Regions from separate parts of the Muntiacus reevesi genome. Here region 1 is linked to region 2. A link is a contact called in public Hi-C data. All regions are on one chromosome and are shown on one strand. Each heading gives the region's core, a stretch centred on a gene start, on an enhancer-like site or on the middle of the called end of the contact. The rest is flanking DNA. Distances are from core to core; before and after follow the strand shown. Region 1 holds the start of ZNF143 (zinc finger protein 143). Region 2 holds the start of DENND5A (DENN domain containing 5A).

Evidence for each region. A called contact is a pair of places that touch in the nucleus more often than the background predicts.
Region 1: a Hi-C map of blood shows a contact between it and region 2, with 2.2 times the contacts expected there. The contact joins the promoter of ZNF143 here to the promoter of DENND5A in region 2. A contact is called at or near these places in 2 of 3 Hi-C or Micro-C datasets (blood and muscle).

Annotation. Positions count from the first base shown.
Region 1 is chr9:49,230,342-49,235,082 of mMunRee1.1, forward strand. It overlaps ZNF143 (zinc finger protein 143), which reads left to right and starts at 2,926. Exons shown (of 16, transcript XM_065945116.1): 1 at 2,926-3,007.
Region 2 is chr9:49,045,873-49,050,722 of mMunRee1.1, forward strand. It overlaps DENND5A (DENN domain containing 5A), which reads right to left and starts at 3,542. Exons shown (of 23, transcript XM_065943755.1): 1 at 3,306-3,542. The coding sequence starts at 3,417.

The sequences.
Region 1 (4,741 bases), core at 1,676-4,175, 180 kb after region 2:
GGGTCTTAGTTGAAGCATGTGGGATCTAGTTCCCTGATCAAGAGATCGAACCGGGCCCCCTGCATTGGGAGCAGAGTCCTGACCACTGGGCCACCAGGAAAGTCCCTGAAGTAAGTTTTTATTTTATAAATGGGGCAAGAGTTTCTAAGATAAGTGACACATCTAACAGCCACAGCTTCCAATGGAGAGCAAATGACTAGTTTGTTTTTAAATTAAGCATTTTAATAAAAAAAAAGAAAAATTAAAAATTCTTTAGCGTTTGAAAATGAAAGTCGCTCATTTGTGTCGGACTCTTTGCCACCCCATGGTCTATACAGTCTGGAATTTTCCAGGCACAATACTGGAGAACACCAGGAAACTCTTCCCAACCCAGGGATGGAACCCAGGTCTCCAGCACTGCAAGCGGATTCTCTACCAGCTGAGCCACCAGGGAAGCCCTCAATGTTTGGGGGGGAAAAAATTGCAGATTTATTCAGTGTTTTTTTAAAAAAATACAAATTTAGGGGGAGAATGTATTAATAAACCTATTACAGAAATAATTTGGTAACTCAATGTCAACTTCTCCTAGACATAGTTACTTTTACAAGTTGAATGCATTAATTTTTTTGCGGAACCACCAGACTTGTGGGATCTTAGTTTCCCCACCAAGCCCTCAGCAATGAAAGCACGGAGTCCTAACCATTGGACTGCCAGGGCATTCCTTCCATGTTTCTTCTATACATGATATTTAATAGTTACATCGGTGTGCAAATATGCCCAAATCAACCATTCTCCAGAAAATTCTGAGTTAAATGTTTTTAAAAACATAATAGTAACAGTTTTTGTAGGAGGCTAGAAGTTAGCCTGTTTAGAAAACTGGTGAAAAGGTTCAGCTTTGTGGAACAGCATGGACTAACAATGATTGGCAGTTAAATGTTTTCAAGCCATTAATTTGTAACATTGTAATAAGATATGAAGAATAGGAGGTGATTTAGGGAAAATCTGGATTATGGATAGCCCTAAACATTAGGACATTGGAACTCCGATCTGTAGTCAGTGGTAAACATTGTAACACAAAGTTCTATTATCTGTGACAATATCATTAATGTATCTTTGCCAATTAAAGTAGAATTATAGCATCCTATTCACCATTATCATTCAATGTTTACAACCACTTAGGTCCTAAGGATAGAAAGATGTCCTGTAACCAAGATCCACAATTACAGGGTGATTTTTAACTTCCTTTTGAGATTCTGTATAACAGTGTTTTAAAGACTAAAGGTTAATGACAGTAATAAATAACTAAATTCCATAAAAATATTTTGATTCTTTTAATAACATTTCTGATTACAAAATATAGATGTAACATCTGGAAGGGACAGAAAGTATAAATTAGAACACTTGTCATCTGAACCCTCTACTCTGTGAAAAAAGGAGTCTATCCATTGGGAACAAGACTTTGGAATGAGCCAATTCCTCCAGTTTCAAGCAACTTAATCCAATCTAATGTGTCCCATTTTTTATTCTTATAATGGAATAAAAGTAACTACTTTAAACTTCTAAAGATCTGTATTCAAACGACACTCGAAAGTCTTCCTTCCAATGGCTTTGGGGCACCAATTAGGCAGCTATACCTTGGTTAGGTCAGTCTGCCCCTCACACTCTCTACCAAAAACAAGGCTACGCTAAAATCTCAAACTAGACTCAAGTATAAATAAAAACACTAATTATCCTGAGGCCAGTCCATAATCACCCGAAAGACACTAAATCAAACTATCCAGCTTTCTCCAATTTTTGTAAGCATTACACAAATCTCTAAGTTACAGCGGGACAATCCTCTTCATTCTTAGTAACTCAAATCTACACTTGGAACGCCCGATTTAACAAATCTTGAGTCTACACACTTTATCTCATCTTTACTCAGCTTCGTTGCCAAAGCACATGAATACATACTGAATACTCCTCAAATGAGGCTTGTATTTCCAATAGATTAAAAAAGTTTGGGTTAAGAGCTACGAGAAACATTACCTAAACTTCACAACTAACTTGTATCTAATCATAATAGGTACAAGGAGACCCACTCAATGCTTTCCCGACCCTTTTTTACTTTAATTCGCGACACACACAAGAGGGAAAGTAAAAAAGAAGTTAGCCGACACCATTAGAGACGACTTCAAAATTTGAACTTAATCAACATGAAAGCGCAAAGCATCCGCAATGTCTCCCAGCAGAGTCCAAGACCACCGCCTCCTAGGCGAGCTTCGCCTGAGCTTCCGCTGAGGCAGGAGGTTCATCCTCCTACCATTGATGATACCCCGACGACTGGAAAAGGAAAGGTAGTCTTGGCAGCCAATGACAAGGATACGGCAGCTCTCAAAAACCAGAACCTCCATCCAAGAGCAAAGGCCTCAGCTGGCACCAACAGCCCCCAGGGAACTGTGAGCCGTCGCATCCCACCCCACCGACGGGGCAACACTCAGCAATTGCTAAGCAAAGCGCAACCGATCTCCAGAACGCGCCCCAGCAAGCCCACCGAGAGAGCCAAGGCCACCTCCTAGCCCCTGTGGGGAAAATGGCGCCTCTCAACTCTTCTCCCTCCCGGCTAGTCACAAGGACCACCCTCCCTCCCTCGCTACAAAATGGCGCCTCCTGCTGGGGCCCCAGAATAGGCATAATTCACTTGTCGGCGAGGCGTTGTCGCGCTGGGATGAGCGGTTCTGTCAACCAGTCAGAAGCAGGAACTTTGGTTCCGCACTTTGGGTAAGCCACTCAGCCGCTGACTGTAAGGCCAGGCGAGGCTGACGTCAGGTAAGGGGGCGCGGATAAGGCCGTCTTCTTTCGCGTCGCCTAAATTTGATCCAATGGCAAGCAGGAAGCGTCCAGTGAGTGACGTAATGACAGCCCAATGGAGGCTGGAGGCGGGCCTCAGAGCTACTATGCGGGTTGCGGGGCTTGGGGGCCGGGCGGCTGTTTCCTGTCCTGGTGCATGGTGGTCGGACGAAGGAATTGTTGGAAAATTTTCTCGGAGGTTCGTATATAAATGTGTTTTTACCCAGTGTGCATTATTCTCCGCCCGGCCGCCGCCCTCAGCGCGGCGGCGCGGGGCCGCTTGGGCCCGGGCTCTGGCTCCGGCTGCTCAACCTCCACTTCAGGCCTTGCCGATCTTACGGCCGGCCGCGGTAGTTGCGTCTGGGCAGAAGCGGAGTTTATTAATAACCCGCGGCCGCCACTCTGGGGCGGCGGAGCTTTTCTCTCTGAGGACGCAAACCACCCCCCCTCCTCCAAGTCTCGTCGCGTAGCGCCCCGCCTGTTCCCCTCTGGGGACCGCCGAGGGGAGGGAGTGAAAGAGGGGAGGGTGGAGCCCTCGGGAGCCTGGCGGCGCTTCTCGGCTTGACCTCCGCGCGGAGCGAGTCCCCAGGCGCCGCCGCGGCGAAGCTCCTCGGGCTGGGACGCTGGGCCCTGGTCAGCACCAGGCCCCGGCTGGCGTGCCGGTGGCAGAACTGGCCGAGGGCCCGATTGGGATCCCGCCTGCAGATTGCCCCCATTATTTCCTCCCTCTCAGACCATGCACACCTTTCTTGTTTCCCTCACTTGGAAAAAAAAAAAAGATTGGGGTCGTTGAGCCTAATATCGAATATTGGAAATAACTGATTTTATCATTCTGTTTTCTCGATTTTGGTGAAAAGAGTGAACGAATCCTTTCGTTGCTTTGTAACATTGTGGGACGTCCATCAATATTCTCTCCCCTTTTGCTTTTTTTTTTTTAACATTGTTTACTCATTAAAGAAGTTAAGTAAAAAGTGATAAAATGATTGCCAAACTGATTTTAAGATCAATTTAAGCTTTTGGAAGCGTGTCTGTAGTCAGCTGGTATAATCTAGTTGGAGATGTGAAAAATTGTAACTTCGAGGTTGTCGCCTTTGTCCTGAATCTTAGTAGATGCTGTAAGAGTGCAGTAGTTTTGTTGTAAAAAATCTGTGCAATATTTAATATTTTCCCTTGTTGGTCGCATAGTTTCAGTTGGTTATTAAGTGTTTAGTAAGAGACTTAGTAATGAAATCATCCAAAAGTTTCAGTAAGATAGTAACGAATTTTCCCCGTGTATTTAGATTACTTTGGAAATTGTTCAGTGTACAAATATTTTACCCATTTTTTCCATAGCCACCTTTTAGTTTTTAAAAATAACAGCTTTATTGATAGAGTATACAGACCTTTACAAATCACCCCGTTAAAGTATGTAATTAGGTAGGTTTAATGTTTTCACGGAGTTGTGCAACCATTACCAAAATTTTAAAACATGTTCACCGGCAAGAAACTCAGTACCCACTAGGTTTCTCCCGATTTCCCCATGATACACCTCTTTCCCCAACCACTAATCTACAAGTTAGTCTGTTCCCAGTGTTTCATAAAAATTGAATCACACAGTATGTGGGTTGTTGTGACTGGGTTCTTTCACTTAGCATGTTTGCAAGGTTCATTCATGTTAGAGCATGTATGAGTACTTCATTTCTTTTTGTTGCCAAATATTTCGTTGTTTGGACTAACGCCTTTTATTTATCCGTTCATCTGTTGATGTGGACTTTCAGGTTGCTTCTGTCTTGGCTGTTATGCATAATGTTGCTATAAACAATCACATTTATTTATTACTTATCTATTCATTTGGCTCCTCTGGGTCTTAGTTGTGGCATGTGCAATCTTTCAGTTACATCATGAACATGTGGAATTGATTTCTCAGACCAGGGAGCTAACCAGGGCCCCCATC
Region 2 (4,850 bases), core at 2,292-4,791:
TTAAAAGATGATTTCAAAAATAAATAAATAAATAAAAGATGATTTCAGGGTACTGTGTTCTAAGTAGGTTCATACAGGACACTGGCTAGATTCCCATCTATGTTCCCAAGCCCTCTCTTTAATTCTTGGCAAGACCCACTATTCAGAGCCTAAGAAACTGGAGTAGCAGATTCATGAACCTAGGATACTTATATCTCAATGCTGGGCGCAGGTCAGTGAAAAGGAAAGTAAAGATTTCAAACTAAGAAATAGGTTACAAGCATACCGGAAACTTAACTCTCAGACAGAGATAGAGAAAGTTAACTCAAGAGTCCCATGTCCAGGTAAACCTTCTGCTGCAGTCACCTGGTGGTGACCATAGGAAGAAAAAGCGAAAATGAAGATGTCCAGAAAACCCATCTATCAAAGAGGTAGAAAGAGAGACTGGAATCTACTACCATCTGCTTCCCCACTTAGAACGGCCAACAAAATGGGTCAACGCTTTGTAAAATCAAAATCAAAAATGTTCCTTCCAGAATTGCCTATCTCCTTGACAAACTCAAAACCCAAACAAGCAAGATACCATTTCTTCCAGCTGGCTAGACCTGTGCTTCACCAACAGATTATCTTTTTCTTTCCTTCCGCCCAAAGTACTTCCTCAACTAACTCAAAGAGAGACAAAATAAATTTTCATACCTTCTGCAGTTCCTGCACAACAAGTAACTACACAACTTGCCTAAATGCTTAAGTCTACAAGAAAGAGGAAGAGGTGACAGGGAGAGACTTCATATAAAATTAAATGATCAAAGTGTTTTTTCGACAGTGCAAGTTCTACGGTTATTGCTGCAAACAGAAAAGAAGGAATCTTAAACTTTCTCCATAAAGCCAGAAGAAGACAGCATCTTTGATCTGTTTGTTCTGGATTCACTTACTAAGAATATAGAATCTATCTGAGGTATATAATTTAATTTGTTTGAAGAGAACATAGACTCCTTAGTACCTCCCTAGGGAATCTGGGTGCAACTCACAATTTCCTATAGTTTCATTTACTATGACATCATCAGTTTGGGAGCTATAAGGCAGAGAGAAAATGCACCCTGGAGAGCTTCAAGACTGACCAGCATAGAGCTATTCGTATTGTTTTGTTTTCCTTAAAGATTCCCTCTGGGGTCCAGATTCCCCCTATCAACCTACCAGAAATGAAATGAAGAAAAAAAAGAAATCCTTCAATCAGTGCTTATTCTAGCAAAGGCGACCTACTGAATAAACAGTCTTGGCATTCCACTACTGCAACCATATTTAAAAAGAAAAATACCCTTCTTTACACATTTTATACATCTCATCCCCCTCTTTAATATCTCAATAAGCTTTCACAAGGATATAATTTTAGCTTCCTGAAAAGCCAGATAATTAACAGATATTCACTAAAAGAGAATTAGCACTTTTGAGAGTCTACTTGATAAGACACTTTTTATTTACATTCTCTTTTTTAGAGATGAGGACCCCAGCAGTTATATAACTTGGCCTCCAGTCACAGAGACAGTCAATAGCAGAGTGAGAATGTTTAACCCCAAAACCCATGTTCTCACTAACAAATCAAATCATTCCCAGTTCCACTCATAAGCTTTATCATCTGCAAATCATTTTCTTTATTTTTGAAAATCAAACAGACACTCAAAAGCACAGCATAAAATTAACACTGGTTTATTTCATCAATTTAAAATTTCTTTTACTGAGGAGAACTGTGTCATTTTAAGTCTTTTTGTCAACATGTTAACATGTAGAAAACATGTCAACATGTTTTCTAAAAACCCAGCCAAGCAATGAAATGCAGTTTATGGCACAAGAGGGACACTGGATCAAAGTGAGGCAATTTATTGTCCTTCCTGGGCTCATTTTCTTCTCTGAGGTCCTTCCAGCTCCAGTACCATGAACTGAATTCCAACAACTATATCTCAAAGTCATAAATTTAACCAATAGGAAACACAAATGAAAAATCAGCATCAGATTACAGGAATTCAAAGACCTAAAAAAGAAAACTTAAAACTACCCCAACAATAGACCAAGAATTAATCAGACCAAGTATTAATTGTATTACTGCTTCACGATTTTTTTCTCCACCTGCTATTAATTTGAGGAAGTAGTGTATTTGCTCTGACCTTGTTAAAGGTCATCAGTTTATCATTTTTTAAAAAGACAGTCCATTTTGATGTATGCATCTAATTTTTTTTCATAAGAAACACTGAAATTTTTCTGGGGGGGGGGGGACACACAAAACTTGTCCTGTCATCTCTGAAGCAAAGGAAAATTAGTCAACAGGATATTCGCTTTCAGGAGAAAAACTTTACAGTAAACACATCACGACAGAACAGTAAAAAGGAATATCTCTCATCAAAGCAGGATGACACAACAAACCTCCACCTACATAAAACCTGCAAACTGGACACTCCAGACGAAAACTTTTCCAAAACCAATGACGGTGCAGTGGAATTCGCGGGGACTTTACAACTCTGACACCGGTGCAGTGGAATTCACGGGATTTTACAATTCTGACAATTAGTGCCAGATATGATCTGGGCCTTATCTTCACTTCCCCACCACTTCCCGTTGAAAGATGACTTGAGAAGCATCACTACGCAACCCAGGCTCTCTAACTAGGCTGCTGCCCTTTTATTCACCAATGACGCTGGTCTCATAAAGGACATAAATTATTTTCAATTAAAAAAAAAAAAAAAAAAAAAAACGGTACGGCCCCGGGTTACGAACCCTTTCCAGAACGAAGAGAGTTCTCTCCCTCCTTGGTGTGGCCCAAGTTCACTTTATTACTTCACGTCCCATCAACTCAGGGGGCCTAGCCCAGGGCTGGGTTAGAACTGTTTTGAGGAACTGCGATCACAGGTTTCTTGGGAGGAGGCCAAATAAAACTCACGAAGTTTTTGTTTTCCTTTTTCTTTTTTTTTTTAAAGTCTGGGTGGAACTTACTTTCACCAGGAGTGGGATGCCTTTTCCCCTCCCTAACGGGTGTTCAAGAACAAGTTTCCCTTTTATTTTACACTAAGTCACTCAACCTTCACCGAACTGAGAACACAATCCTTCCCTCCTCATCCGAGAGGACCTGGCCACAAGCACAGCGGGAAGCAGGGACCGTTGGGACCCGTTACGGCTCAGAGCCCCTCTGCCCGTTTCCCCTCCTCAGCCCGACGCCCCGTTCCCCGCGCTCGCCCCTCGCCCGCCTCCCGGGACAAAGCCAGGGTGGGGGAGGATTTATCGGGGTCCCCGGCGGCCGCGGGCGCGGGGAAGCGGCCCCGGACTCAGCGCGCACTCACCCGACAGCTCGTCCGGCTCCAGCCCGGTCTCGGTGTCCAGCCCGCAGATGACAAAGTAGTCGGCGAAGCGACTGGGCGCCGAGCCCCCTCCGCCGCCGCCGCCGCCGCTCATGGCGCCGGGGCCGAGCCGGGCCGGGCCGTGCGGAGCGTCGAGCCCCCGCACCCGGGCTCCCGCCCGCCCTCAAGCCGCCCCTCCCGCCGCCGCCGCTACCGCGGCTCCGGCCGCCGCCCCCGGCCTTGGCCCGGTCCCCGCGGCCGCCGCGGCTGCCGTGACGGGGCAGGGGGGCACCGGGCCGCCCCGCGCCGCATCCTGGACTCCTTCCCCTCCGCTTCGCTGCCGCTGTTGCCAGCCGAGAGCGCGGCGGCCGGAGCGAGCGCCGAGAAGGGCGAAAAGCGCTGAGGAGAGCCCCCACCAAGGCTCCCTCCAGCCGCGCCTGCGCAGGCGCCGTTGGGGAGGGGGAGGGCTCCTCGCGGAAAGGATGACGTGATGCTCTTCTGGCCTAGCGGGCCGCAGCTTCCCAGGCGGTCGCCGCAGCGCGGCAGGCAACTGCTGGATCGCCTGCATCCGCCACCCCCCCGGGGCTGCGACTCCGTTACGAAGGGCAGCGGAGGTGCGGGATGAGTGGACGCATCCTTCAGAGCCTGGCCCCTGGCCCATGCTCCGCCCCCACCCCCGCCTCCCACTAAAGGTCCGAAGATCTCCCTAGCTGGACTCTGTCTCCGAAATAGGTCTTAAGATTGAGCTAGGAAGCCCAGCTCATCCTCATTCTAGGAAGCCCACCGGCCTAAACCGCAGATAGCCTTTTCTTCAGCACCGCTCCCTGACGTCCATGGCTGGCTTTCTCTCGAGTAGAGCTGGGGATGTCTCCTCTTTTGCCAGAGGTGATCAGCCCGCTCTGTATTTACCCTTGGCTTATAAATAAGGAAACTAAGGCTCAGAAAAAAGCGAGGCCTTTCCCCATGGTTACATAAACTCTGCAAGACAAAGCCTGGAGTTGAATCCTGGGCTTGAGATCAGTCCCTGCCCTCTCACCCCCACTCCATGCACATGGCTTTTCTCTTGCACATGGCTGTGCCTTTCTCTCTCCTAGAGTCTCCGGAGGCCCCTGTCACTGCGAGCTCCCCTTCTGCTTCTGACAATTCTTAGTTCCATCCCTGAGCGAGTTCTCCTGAGAGAAGTGGGGGACCAGGAGAGAAACTTGCTTCCTGGTACTTGGATTGGGACCCTCCGATTTGATTTCCCACAGAATCTAAGCAGAAAACTGGAGATCAGAAATCAAGAAGGCAATGTGCATAGTAGTTACTTCTAGTAGGCTCTAGAAACAGAGTGCTCAGATTCGAAACTTGACTTTATTATTTACTGTGTGACCTTGGGCAGTTTCCAGGTGCCCGCAGTCATCTTTCTTGTGATTACATAAGATGAATGCTCATACAGGTTAAGTGATCAGAATAGTGTCTGAAAGTAGAAGGCACTCAATAAATATTAGAGATTATATTATTATTCCAACAAGAGGTGTGCCTAGGGTCTGCTCTGACAGGCTGCTG